2 separate regions of the Nothobranchius furzeri genome follow, and region 1 is linked to region 2. A link is a contact called in public Micro-C data. All regions are on one chromosome and are shown on one strand. The core of a region is the stretch at or near the end of the contact, and the rest is flanking DNA. Distances in the headings are between cores, read along the strand shown. Region 1 overlaps klf3 (Kruppel like factor 3 (basic)). Region 2 overlaps tbc1d1 (TBC1 (tre-2/USP6, BUB2, cdc16) domain family, member 1).

Region 1 (5,995 bases), core at 3,118-5,617, 87 kb before region 2:
CTTTATGTAAAGTGCACAGTGGAGATGTACAAAGACACTATTTAAAATATTTTGTTCTCCAAAGGGTGTAAAAAATAAACTGTGCTCCAAAATCCTGATGGCATTTAGTTGCAGTACATCTGCTGTTACGTTGCCTATGAAAACAATCATAAAGTATAAGTGAAACTAACTCTTACAGCACATCTGTAACACCTGCTGAAATGCCATAGTTGGAGAGCAAAATTCCCTGCTTTGCACATTGCATCTGTCCTTAACAAACTGCTTCCACGATGTCACGTTCCAAACCAAAAACAGAGTTCATAGATATATAAAACTTATTATAATACATAATATTTCTTCTACCCTTAAACCAATTGAGTGGTGCCTTATTCTCACTCATATACAATAATGCCCCATGTGCAGCTACATTCACATTTCTGAATGAAAACATTAATAAACACTTCACTCTAAAAATGAATGAGACCCACTGTCCCACTTTTTCACATGCAAAAAGCACGAAAGAGACCAAAGCTAAGCTGCTTTTATTAAGTGCACTTTACTGCTGTGTGTGTGTGTGTGTGTGTGTGTGTGTGTGTGTGTGTGTGTGTGTGTGTGTGTGTGTGTGTGTGTGTGTGTGTGTGTGTCTTTGTAAGAGAAAGCAAGCATTAGCTCCCTGTCATCACTTCATCATGTGAGCTTGTAGAGGCAGATGTGGTGTGTGGGGTTGTAAAGTGGTGGCTTCAGGAAAGAGTAACGGGTGTTAGCGTTGTGTCACCGGTAGCAGAGCACAAACAAGGAAAGCTGAAGCATGCATGATGCGTATGCACAGTGAGTGTGATATGATACATTCTGGAAAGATTCACATTTTATTGGCCTAGCTAGCAAATAACACGGGTATGTAAATGTGTGGCGGTTCTGAGTTGAGCGTGTGTGGAAGATGAGAGGCAGGGTGTGACGTGAACAGCTGGAGAATGAGTTGATTGATGATCCTGCAGCCACGTGAGGGTGCTGATCTCAAGCCAGCTGAGATGCTGCAGCCACCGTTACAAAGACAAAAAGTGTTTGGGCCTTCCACTGCTGATCCAGCTGACACAACAGCCACATTTCTTCTAAAAAGGTCTAAATGAACTGAGCAGAGAGGAGCGTGCAGACAATAGCTCTCATTCTTCGCTCTTATGAGGTGGACGGGTCAGAACATGCACGCTGAACAACACCCTGCCCTCACTAAGAGTCCGCTGAATAAGGTCAGCTGTTTTGACCCCATAAAGTCAAAGTGGTTCAGTCCAACAATGAACCTGACATGAAAGCCGTGTTGTCTGGTGGAGAGTCTCACACCAGGAGGTGGCGCTTCTTGTGCAAAGCGAGGTGATCTGAGCGGGAAAAGCTGCGTTCGCAGTCGGGACACTGGAACGGTTTGACTCCTGTGTGCTTGCGAAAGTGTCTCGTCAGCTCGTCTGAGCGGGCGAACTTCCACGTGCAGCCTTCCCACATGCACTTGTAGGGCTTCTCGCCTGCACAGAGAACCAATCAAATAAGACTTAGAAATGATCAGGCTGAGAGATGTTTGGTAAAAATGGCATCATCTGCATACTTTGCATTGCATCACCCCTGTTTTCCTGGTCTAGGACCAACAACTCAAATATCTAATCATGTTATAACTCCAGCAGAAACGAAGGAAAGTGTATGATTCTCTGTTAGTGCCGCTGTGCATCAGATACCATGCTACACCAGCTAGTGTTTCTAAAACAGTATGTTACCCTGAAATACCAAAATTCTGCACAGACATCATTTCTATCATCTTGACGTAACGTAGGCTGGGGTTTTCCTAGACGTGCACTAGCTTACCTTTAGGGCCAGCACAGATCTGTACTTCTTGTACACTTCTGGTTTAAGCTAATTCTGGTTTAAATAACAGAACACAGTTTTTATTTTTAATTTCCAATTAACTTGACAAAAAGGATTCTGGAAGTTGAAATTTCCAAATGCAAAATCTGATATTGCCAGCATGCATTAGCACTTAGTGATGGTGTGTTCACAGACCTTTTACAAGGACCAGATTTCTGGTTTTCAGATCACACGACCATGCTGGAAACTGGCTGGTTGTGATGACCATATTGATTGTCATGAAACTATAAAGGAACTATTCTAGGACTTTAATACAGCTGAATGTTACTTCAAAGAGGTTTTGTATGCATTTCCAGCAGAACGACACTGTTCGACATTACTTTCTTCGTGGACATGACTGGTTCTGGACCAAACTGCAAGTAAGCAGGTGTGATTCCTCTCACCGGTGTGTGTCCTGCGATGTGCTTTGAGGTGGGAGCTTTTGGTGTACACTTTGTTGCAGCCGGAGAAATCACAGCGATGAATTCTTCGCTTTTTCAGAGTGTCGGGAGAGTCAGGAGGGAGTGGGTGTTTTGCGCCAGTGGGAACTATTACTGATGGGGTTTTGCACCTAAAATAAACAGGTAGATGGAAAACACAGATCAGCTGCTTGCCATTTAACAATTCTCTAATGTGACCAGCAGATGGCACCATAGGACACAATTTACAATGTAAAAATTAAACAAGTTAAATTTCTCTCCTGAGCCAAAACAACTTCTGCCAGTCAGAAAGTTAACCCCCCCCCCCCAACCCCCCACCCCACCCCACCCTTTCTAGTCTGCCCATTTTTGTTTTTGTCCTATCACCACTGTTTCAGCTGTTTGTGTACTTCTAGAATTGTAGTGAACAACACATCACCAGTGTGTGACTACATCTCTGGATCATCGTATGTTTTCTGTAAAAGCCAAAGGTAAAGTCCACAGAATGATGTTAGAATAGATCACAAGAAGATGCAGCGTGCAGGACAGAGTGTGCCTGTGATCAGTCATATCCTGGAGGAGTTTGTTTGTGTTTGGAAGTGGCGGTTAAGAGCCGGTGAAATGTGAATCAATCCTGGTTAAAGGAATGTGCAAAATTCCCCTTCCACACCCAGATGAATACTGGTAAACCTGTCATTATCACACACACACACACACACACACACACACACACACACACACACACACACACACACACACACACAGACTTAAATGACATATTTACTGCTTGTAAAGCCAAATACATATTCGTGTGTGTGTGCGTGTGTGTGTGTGCGTGTGTGTGTGTGTGTGTGTGTGTGTGTGTGTGTGTGTGTGTGTGCGTGCGTGCGTGCGTGCGTGCGTGCGTGTGTGCGCGTGCGTGTGCGTGTGTGTGTGTGTGTGTGTGTGTGGGTCCCTTATTTCAGAGTTGGCACAGTGACAAAAACAGCCTGTAAGGACAACAACCCTGACACCTTCAGAAACGGTTGGCTTATAATCAACTTACACACACTTTTACACACTCACACTCACTCACACACACACTTACACACCAACAGATACAACTAAGTGCCAGTCTGCCTCTGACTATTACACCTAATACAAACCTACCATTAGTTATTCGAAGAAAAGCTTTAATTTAGAGAAAGATGAAACACAAATGTCACACAAACCAGACAAAAAATGCAGAAGAAGAAGAAGAAGGCAGATTATTAAAGAGAACAGAAAGTACCTGAAGGAAGGAAGGAAGAGGAGGAGGAAAAAGAAGAGGCAGGATCATATGAATTTGCATATTAGAGGTTCTTATGAGGAAACGGCAGAAAGGTGTGGCTGACGGGCAGGGAGAGGTGATAATGCTGCAGAGGAGTGACACATGCAAAACATTTCCAACATCCATGGCCAGAGCGCTGCATTTCCTCACAAACTGAACAAATATAGAAATGTGATGATCATTAACGTGGTTATTAGACAGAGGATGCTGTTGTTATGGAGCTTCGTGCATGAGCACAGATCGATGTTTTAAACAGAAAAAAGCCACATTCCTGGTTCTTAAGTGACTGACTTACTTACAAAGGCTAGCAATAAAGATGTATTAGTTCACATTTTAATGATCAGGCTAAGATGTTCACTGTTACCTTTGCATCGACATTTAGGTGGAAATAAAAAAGGGAGATACTGATCTCATAAAAGTAAATGTTATGTACCACCGCTGCTGTGTGAGCCACGAGCAAGACGAGACACGTTCTCTAGAGAAAACTAAATGTGATGTCGGGATGCAACTCGTTTACTTCGCTTCACAGACGAGCGTATTTGAGCTGATTGCCAAATAAATATGTTGATTGGATATTGCTCCAACAGGAATACATTTATTTTCATGAACTTGTTTTTCCAGAGTCGCGTAGCCATCGAGACTAGAGACAGTTTGAATCTGCCTCCCCTTCAACCGTCATGTAGAATTTCATTTATCATTCTCTCTCTCTGTTACTTACTCATAGTCAGGTGGTGTCCTGATGACTGATGATGTCATCCCGTGGCTGATCAGACGGTCTTGATGAGCGAGTTCTGGCTGAGGCTCGGTTTTGATGGTCTTGTGCAAGTCAGAGACATCCGCGGTCCTCATAGAGTGAACTGATGAAAAGAAGACATTATTTTTTCTGAACATATTAAATTCCTTGATGTGCACAAACCATCGTGTGATAATGAATTAAAAACACATGTCTCCATTTGCTCCTTTAGAAGTTATCTACATTTTAATCTCATAAAAAACATCAGAAATATACCATAAAGTACTGATTTAAAAATTCTGAATTCATCCACCAGAAAAATGTTGACTGACTTTAATGCAGAAATAGAAAATGTTCCCACCTGGTTTTCGCTCTCTGCTCAGATGGTGGTCGCTGTCGGCGGCAACCGACGAACTCACTATTAGGGGCAGGTGAAGATGAGGAGGGCAGAGGAAAGGCACCATGACCGGACCCATCACAGGGGCCATCACTGGGAAGGGCAGTGAAGGGGTGGGGGGCAGTGGTGGGAGAGCGTGGGAGGGTGGGGAGCGAGAGGAAGGGCTGTAAGGAGAAGACGGAGAGCTGAGAGGGGAGGGGGGGGAGGATGCGGAAGAGCACGGAGGGGAGGAGGAGGTGGATGAAGTGCGCCTGCTGATGGACAGGTCTACCGGCTCCTGCTGTGTCTGTGAGGGGCTGTTGGGGGTATGAGGCTGGGCAAAGGCCTGCATATGCATTCGGTAGAGGGTGCTCGGGTGGGGGAAGATCACTCCGTATGGTTCTGTTGGCACTAAGGATGAAAATGACTACAGGGGTAGGGAAGAGGACAGGAGAAGGAAGTGGTGAAGGGAGACAAAAGAACAGAGAGGTAAACATTTCCGTTCTGCCTAGAATACAATGAAAAACATGTTTCTGCAGCGCAAACAGCCAGAGTCAGTCAGAAAAAGTTTTAACTCAGCATTCTGCTGGAGAGCAGATAACTGTCCAGAGCACAGTCAGTGTGTTCATTAGCCTGGTGGTGTGTGTTTCCATTGTATGCAAATGTCTACTGTACAGCAGCATGTTTGTCCAGGAAGAACAGGAATGTGGGAACCAGTCTGTCTAGACATGTAGCAGGAGTGTGTGGAGGTGTGTGAGTGGTAGTGGAAGAGCCATCGGCGGCAAGTGGCATGTTCAGGCATGACCGAAGAACACTAAAAGCACTTCCAAGCATCTAAAGATATGATTACACACACACACACACACACATTACCGTGTTCATGTCTGTCTTTGGAGGGCGATCATACATCAACATGGTTGCACTGCAGGCCAGACTCCTACAAAATAAAGCACACAGTTGTCAAGGTACAGCTTAAAAACTCACACCACAGTTAAATCTGAGCCACTCCTGACAGTGTGAGCTGACACACTGATGATTAGTGGACTATAAACCAACCTATTAACTAATAACTCCTTCATTTATTCAATCCAAAACTTCCTGGACAATATTTCCCTTTCTGGTGTTGCTCCACCCTCCTCAGGCCCAAAACATCACGTCCTGCATGCCAGCATTGTACTGTCACCAGCATCGTGATGAAAAACAGGTCGATTAGGAAATACAAGCAGAGCTACCGGCATCTGAAGTCTTTTCCTGTTTGGCAGGAAGCTAGTTTTTTTTATAAGTACTGTTTTCCC
Region 2 (5,364 bases), core at 70-2,569:
GAAAATACTCAGAAAAAAAAACATAAACACATCCAAACTAGGATTTCCGTTACTTGCTGATGACACCAGTGATCAAAAGGTGAGAAAACACCCCAAACCCTCTCCCGTTCCTCTCTTTTTGACAACACCCTTCCTCTTCAAGTCTCTAAACCCACAACCCATCTTTTCTTTTCTTTTTTCTTGCTGCTGAACTAGTTTTCATTCATCCAATTCCACTTTTGTGAAGTCCATCAGGCTGACTCCCCCTCCGGTCCCAAGCGGACGCTCCACCCTTTCCGATCATGGGTGGTGTACACTTAGTGACCAGCTGCAGCTAGGTCGTGTTCAGCAGAGTGAAATCATCCTTTTTGGACAATGACCGTAGGCTGTGCTACATGAAACTCTGCACTGATACCTTTCTGAAAATGAAGGAGCAAACAGGAGGGGTTTGGTAAAATAATCATGATCCTGTGTGAGTCAGTAATATGTAGTTAAAATGATTTAACAAGACTTCAAATACAAAACAAAAATTAAAAAATTAAAAAAACACCACAGCCTATTTAGTGGGTTGCTTTCTAAAAATAAACTCAACCAATACATTAATAATTTTATTGAAAAGCACATAAATGTTTAAATCATTTTTATGTAATGATCTCAGCAGTCAGTGACAGGAAAGTGATGAAAACAACCTGGAAAGAGTGTTGTGGACAATAAAAGAATAAAACCTGGATGGTGCAGATGGTTGACACACCCAGAGTAAGAATAGATGATGTCTGTGAAGCTGCAGCGTCGCTTTGCCTCATCTGTCTGCAACAAGCAGAATCTCGTCTATCAGGACTCGCCCGCTGGCAGCAGCCCAGCTGGCGCTTGCTCGCTGCCTCCACCTTCAAATCTCGCCCTGCCTCCATTTCTTTCCCTTTCTCTGCTCCACCGCCTTTGATAACACACAGCAGGACAGGATACCCCACCCTGAAGTTGACACACATGCACACACACACACGCAACATGATGGCAGCGCACACACTCATAGTTGACCCAAATTCCAGACAGAAAGAATGGATTCCAACATTAATGTGTTGAGCTACAAACATGGAGAGAAAACACCAGCCCATAAAACAGTCCCACACTACTGCAGCAATGTGTAAATATAGGCATCAATATTAAAGTTGAACCACAGCTAGCTGTGATTGCTGCCATCTGTATTAGTGTGTGTTGGATGGAGAGTTAGGTGTGTGTAAATTAAAGAATTACATCTGAGACAGGTAGTTTAGGCCGTGACACGGCGTTTGTGTATAAAGACACACGCCAACTGGGTCAGGAAAAAGGCGGTGCACCTGGCACACCCAAAAACACCCACTTACAAGACAAAAACAGGTGGACGCGCGCATGCACGCACACACACACACAAAAACACATTATATAACGCTAATTTGTGGTTGTGTAATTTTTACAAACTAGAAAAGCAGGTGTGTCTTTAATTACTGAAAGTCTTTGAGTGCACATCTGCAAAGGCTCGTTGCCAAAGAGGTCATAAAGAGAAACTTGTTTTGTTGTGTAGCTACCAAAGAAACATCTGAAATCCATCATCAGACGAATGACTGACGGTGCTGCATGAGTGAAGTTTCACCACCCGAGACAATAAAATAGATTCTGAATTTATTACATTCATTAAATCCTTAATCAGATTTATCTGAATTTATAGCAATTTAAAGAGATTTTATTTCAGGTATTTAGATGTTGATGTTTTTAGGAAGCAGGCTGACACTGCAGTTTCCAAACACACGTTTATAAAACCAGAGCTACAGTTTTCACCTTAATACTGATGACAAAGTGGATGCTGGCAACTGTAACATCAGGCTTAGCTTAGCAATTCCCTCCATCCAATTCACCTTGTAGCTTCTGGTTCTCTCTCTCCATCCTCTGCAGAAGGATCTGCTGCAGAATGGCCTTCCTCCAGAGCTCCCTCAACTCCTCTTTGCTCCTCTTTGTACTCTCCTCTGGCACCGCCGTCATAGGGTCTCCACTCCCACTTGCCACCGCTGGGCCCACACAAATTCGACCTCCATCCAGACAGGAATCCAGCCGCTCTGAAAGATGCATCAGATTATTACATGAAGGCCCTGAAAACAGACGCCGCTATTTCTGCCTCCGTTTGAATTCAAAACCAAGAACCCTAGTATGCAAATTAGAAAATAAAAATATTTTGAGTTTTCTTACTATTTCAAATCAGAATTTTAGCTCATAGCACATGATCAAAGCTGAAGTCAACTGGATCAAGATAAAAAAATAAAGATATAATGTAGATATAACTGTAAGCAGTGCTAATATTGTGCATGTGCAGTTTATAAAAACAAACATGGGATATGCTTGAAGAATAAATGTAGAAAAAAACAAAGGTAAAATGTACCCAAAATTATAATTTTTTGTGAACACAAAAAATTCCAAAGAATGCAAACAAATATTTGCACGTTTATTTCAGGTTGCAAAAGTCTACTCATTCTTAAGACCAGGACAACACTCTGGAATGAAAATACACACATTTTTGACCTGGGTTGTTCTCATCTAATGTTTTAAGTCCTAAACATCACATCTGATTTAAATATTTATAACATCAAATTGAGTTCTAATAAATGCAAAGTCAAATAAATTAGTCCAACGTGTCTGAAAGTTGCCTGGATGGTCTCAGATTTCTGACACTCTTGCAAACAATATAAATATATCCGAGTATAAAGATGCCTAAAATGTGTCTGTGTGACTCCACCTTAAAGTACAGGGTGGATCCCAAACCTCTAAATACTCCCGTGTTGTTTACAACATACCAACAATCCAGAAAGCACTTGCTTCTCTTTCAGTTCGTAAGAAATCATAATAGTTTGATCACTTAAGCTCGGCCACGCACGCAACGTATCTGAGCCCGGCTCAGGTATGCACACTTGATACGGATCTTTATAGTGATTCCTCCAAGAAAGCCTGGAAGTTGCCCTTGATGCACAGGCACACGTCTGCAGGTACAGGCTCAACATTATGGCACTATGAATTTGTTTTGAGATGGTTTCCAAGATACAGAATAAATAATCGTATAACTGTACTTTTAAGAAAGGTGTAGACAGGTACATATCCCATGCGCGTGCACACGCACACACACACACACACACAAACACAGGTACCCTCTGCATCTTCCCTTCTACAAACACAAACAAGTTATTTTCTGCACAAAGTGGAGCAGACCATTTCCTGAGCAAATAATGTGGCTAGAACAAACATACAAGGTGGGTGAACAAGGCTGGTGCTGTCCTCTGGCACTGCACGCGTGTGTGTGTGTGTGTGTGTGCGTGCGTGCGTGCGTGCGTGTGTGTGTGTGTGTGCGTGCGTGCGTGCGTGCGCGCGGACTGTCAACATGACCTTCATACCACCATCCCCTGCCAACACGCACGCCCCTCACACACAACACACACACACACACACCCATGACCTCATGTATGTAAGGACACACAGACACACCCAAATGAACCAAAACTTTGCGCTGCATTCAGGCAGAACAAAGCATTCATTCTGACCTGCTAAAAGCAATGGCTGTCACGGTTTTTCCGTCTACTTGGTGCAGATCTTTTCAGAACTGTGGACAGATGTCTTTCCTGTTCTTTTCATTTGAGGAGGGAAATGAACAGACCAACGCTACTTTACTCAATTCTTATAAACAACATGTTATGCAGGATGGCAGACAATCCCACATTCCACCTATTAGATACGTGAGCAAACGCTGCATGGGTGTGTGCAGAAGTTAACAGAGCTACAAACAAACCTGCAAAGAAAATAAATCCTGCTGGTGCATTATGGAGGTGGTCATAAATCCAATATTACATGAAGAACTTAGAAACTCAGACAGATTTCTGTACAATTCAAATCAATTCAATTCAAAGATACTTCATTAATCCCAGAGGGAAATTAGAGTTTCAGTACACACAATTCTGAGATCAGACATACATACAGACACATGACAAGAATTGGTGACTGTGGTCATTCGCAACCCGAGCCGCGCTACCTTAATAGAGATCAGAGGGTTTATATGAGGATTGAGTCAGGTGGAGGAAAAAAAGGTACTTCAGTTACCCTCCACAGGGAGGACAGCTTTGCTCTGCAAAAAACACCTCAGACAGAAATGCAACAGACTTCAGACATTACACAACATAAGTGTCCACTAGGTGGGGAGGTAGGGTTGGGGACTCTCCTAACATCAGTACATGCAGCTGCAATGAGCAGCGCTCGCCACCTCCGTTTGGACTGGGGAGGGAGATAATGGGTTAGAAAGCACAGTGACTCCTGGAAACGGTTCCACGACCTTCACCGGTCACAGTCCCGCCCAGGCTGGGATAGGAAGACAGAGTTGCCATGGTGACAGCAGCATTCCACATTTCTTCTGAGGGGGAGTATTCACTTCAGCCTTACAGGCTCAAGGGCACCAGATTCAGATAAGAACTTGTTTTGGGGCCAGAAAGAGATCATTTCCTCTCTGCCTTAAAGTTCTGTTGATCTCCAACCCCTCTGGATCCCAATCATGGCGTAAATTAATCTATTCCCAATCCGTGCTGTCCCGTCAACTCTCTCTGATCAAATCCATCTTCTGTGCCAGAGCCTGAATCTCAGCCAAAGTTCCAAGCTTACAACTCATCTCGACAATGATATGAGTCTGTGCGTTCACAGCGCGGTGTAACCCATCCCTGAGCTTCGGGATTGAGCCAATATTCCTGGACAGCTCATTAATTTTCCGGTGAGCCGGGTAACCGCTCAGGCCAAACCGCAAGAATCCCGACACCAACACCACGAATATCCAAACATCTTCAGAATCCTCTACAGACAGTTGAGAGAGGCAGATCAGGTTCCACTGTTTCCAGGAGTCCATGATATGTCCAACCGGATCTGTCCCAAAGGGGCACCTGGGAGCCCCTTCTCCCGTTCTCATCGTTGAGAACATTTTGTCAATCGCGTTGAGAGACCAGCTGACCAGGTCCATTTTTAATCATTTCCAGTTTCCAGAAATAATGCAGAAAGAGCCGTGCACACAAAGACAGGACAAAGAGCCTTGGGATAAGAGAGGGAGGAGAGGAGGAAAAAGCGTCTGTACTCTCCAAGAGCCGGAATGAATTAGAAAATAATTTTTTAAATGTTGCCTTCATAGATAAAAGGCAAAAGGCTTCTTTGGAGCCGGTAAATGAGGCTGTTTAGGTTCAAGTTAGGTTGTTTTTAAATAAAATTAGAATTTTCAGCCACTAAAAGGATATAAAACAAGTAGAAACTGCACACCTGGTAAAAATCAGGAATCACATAAAAATAATAAGTGTAATCGAATGTTAAGCTTGAGATTGCAGCACTTGTGATCACCAAGAT

The links. A called contact is a pair of places that touch in the nucleus more often than the background predicts.
Region 1: a Micro-C map of tail fin shows a contact between it and region 2, with 11 times the contacts expected there. The contact joins two enhancer-like sites. A contact is called at or near these places in 2 of 2 Hi-C or Micro-C datasets (skeletal muscle and tail fin).

The regions. Positions count from the first base shown.
Region 1 is chr7:78,985,658-78,991,652 of NfurGRZ-RIMD1, reverse strand. klf3 (Kruppel like factor 3 (basic)) reads right to left here. Exons shown (of 6, transcript XM_070553815.1): 2 at 5,574-5,637; 3 at 4,686-5,127; 4 at 4,310-4,448; 5 at 2,268-2,434; 6 at 1,083-1,490. The coding sequence starts at 5,615. The coding sequence ends at 1,309. Among protein-coding and RNA genes, the nearest start is that of klf3, 12 kb to the right of the region's middle. Within about 2 kb of position 4,367, at least 1 of the 3 cell types and tissues checked has an H3K27ac peak or open chromatin away from gene starts, as enhancers often do. A contact at or near this core is called in tail fin, where this site is marked.
Region 2 is chr7:78,895,881-78,901,244 of NfurGRZ-RIMD1, reverse strand. tbc1d1 (TBC1 (tre-2/USP6, BUB2, cdc16) domain family, member 1) reads right to left here. Exons shown (of 21, transcript XM_070553810.1): 13 at 1,869-2,066. Among protein-coding and RNA genes, the nearest start is that of tbc1d1, 66 kb to the right of the region's middle. Within about 2 kb of position 1,319, at least 1 of the 3 cell types and tissues checked has an H3K27ac peak or open chromatin away from gene starts, as enhancers often do. A contact at or near this core is called in tail fin, where this site is marked.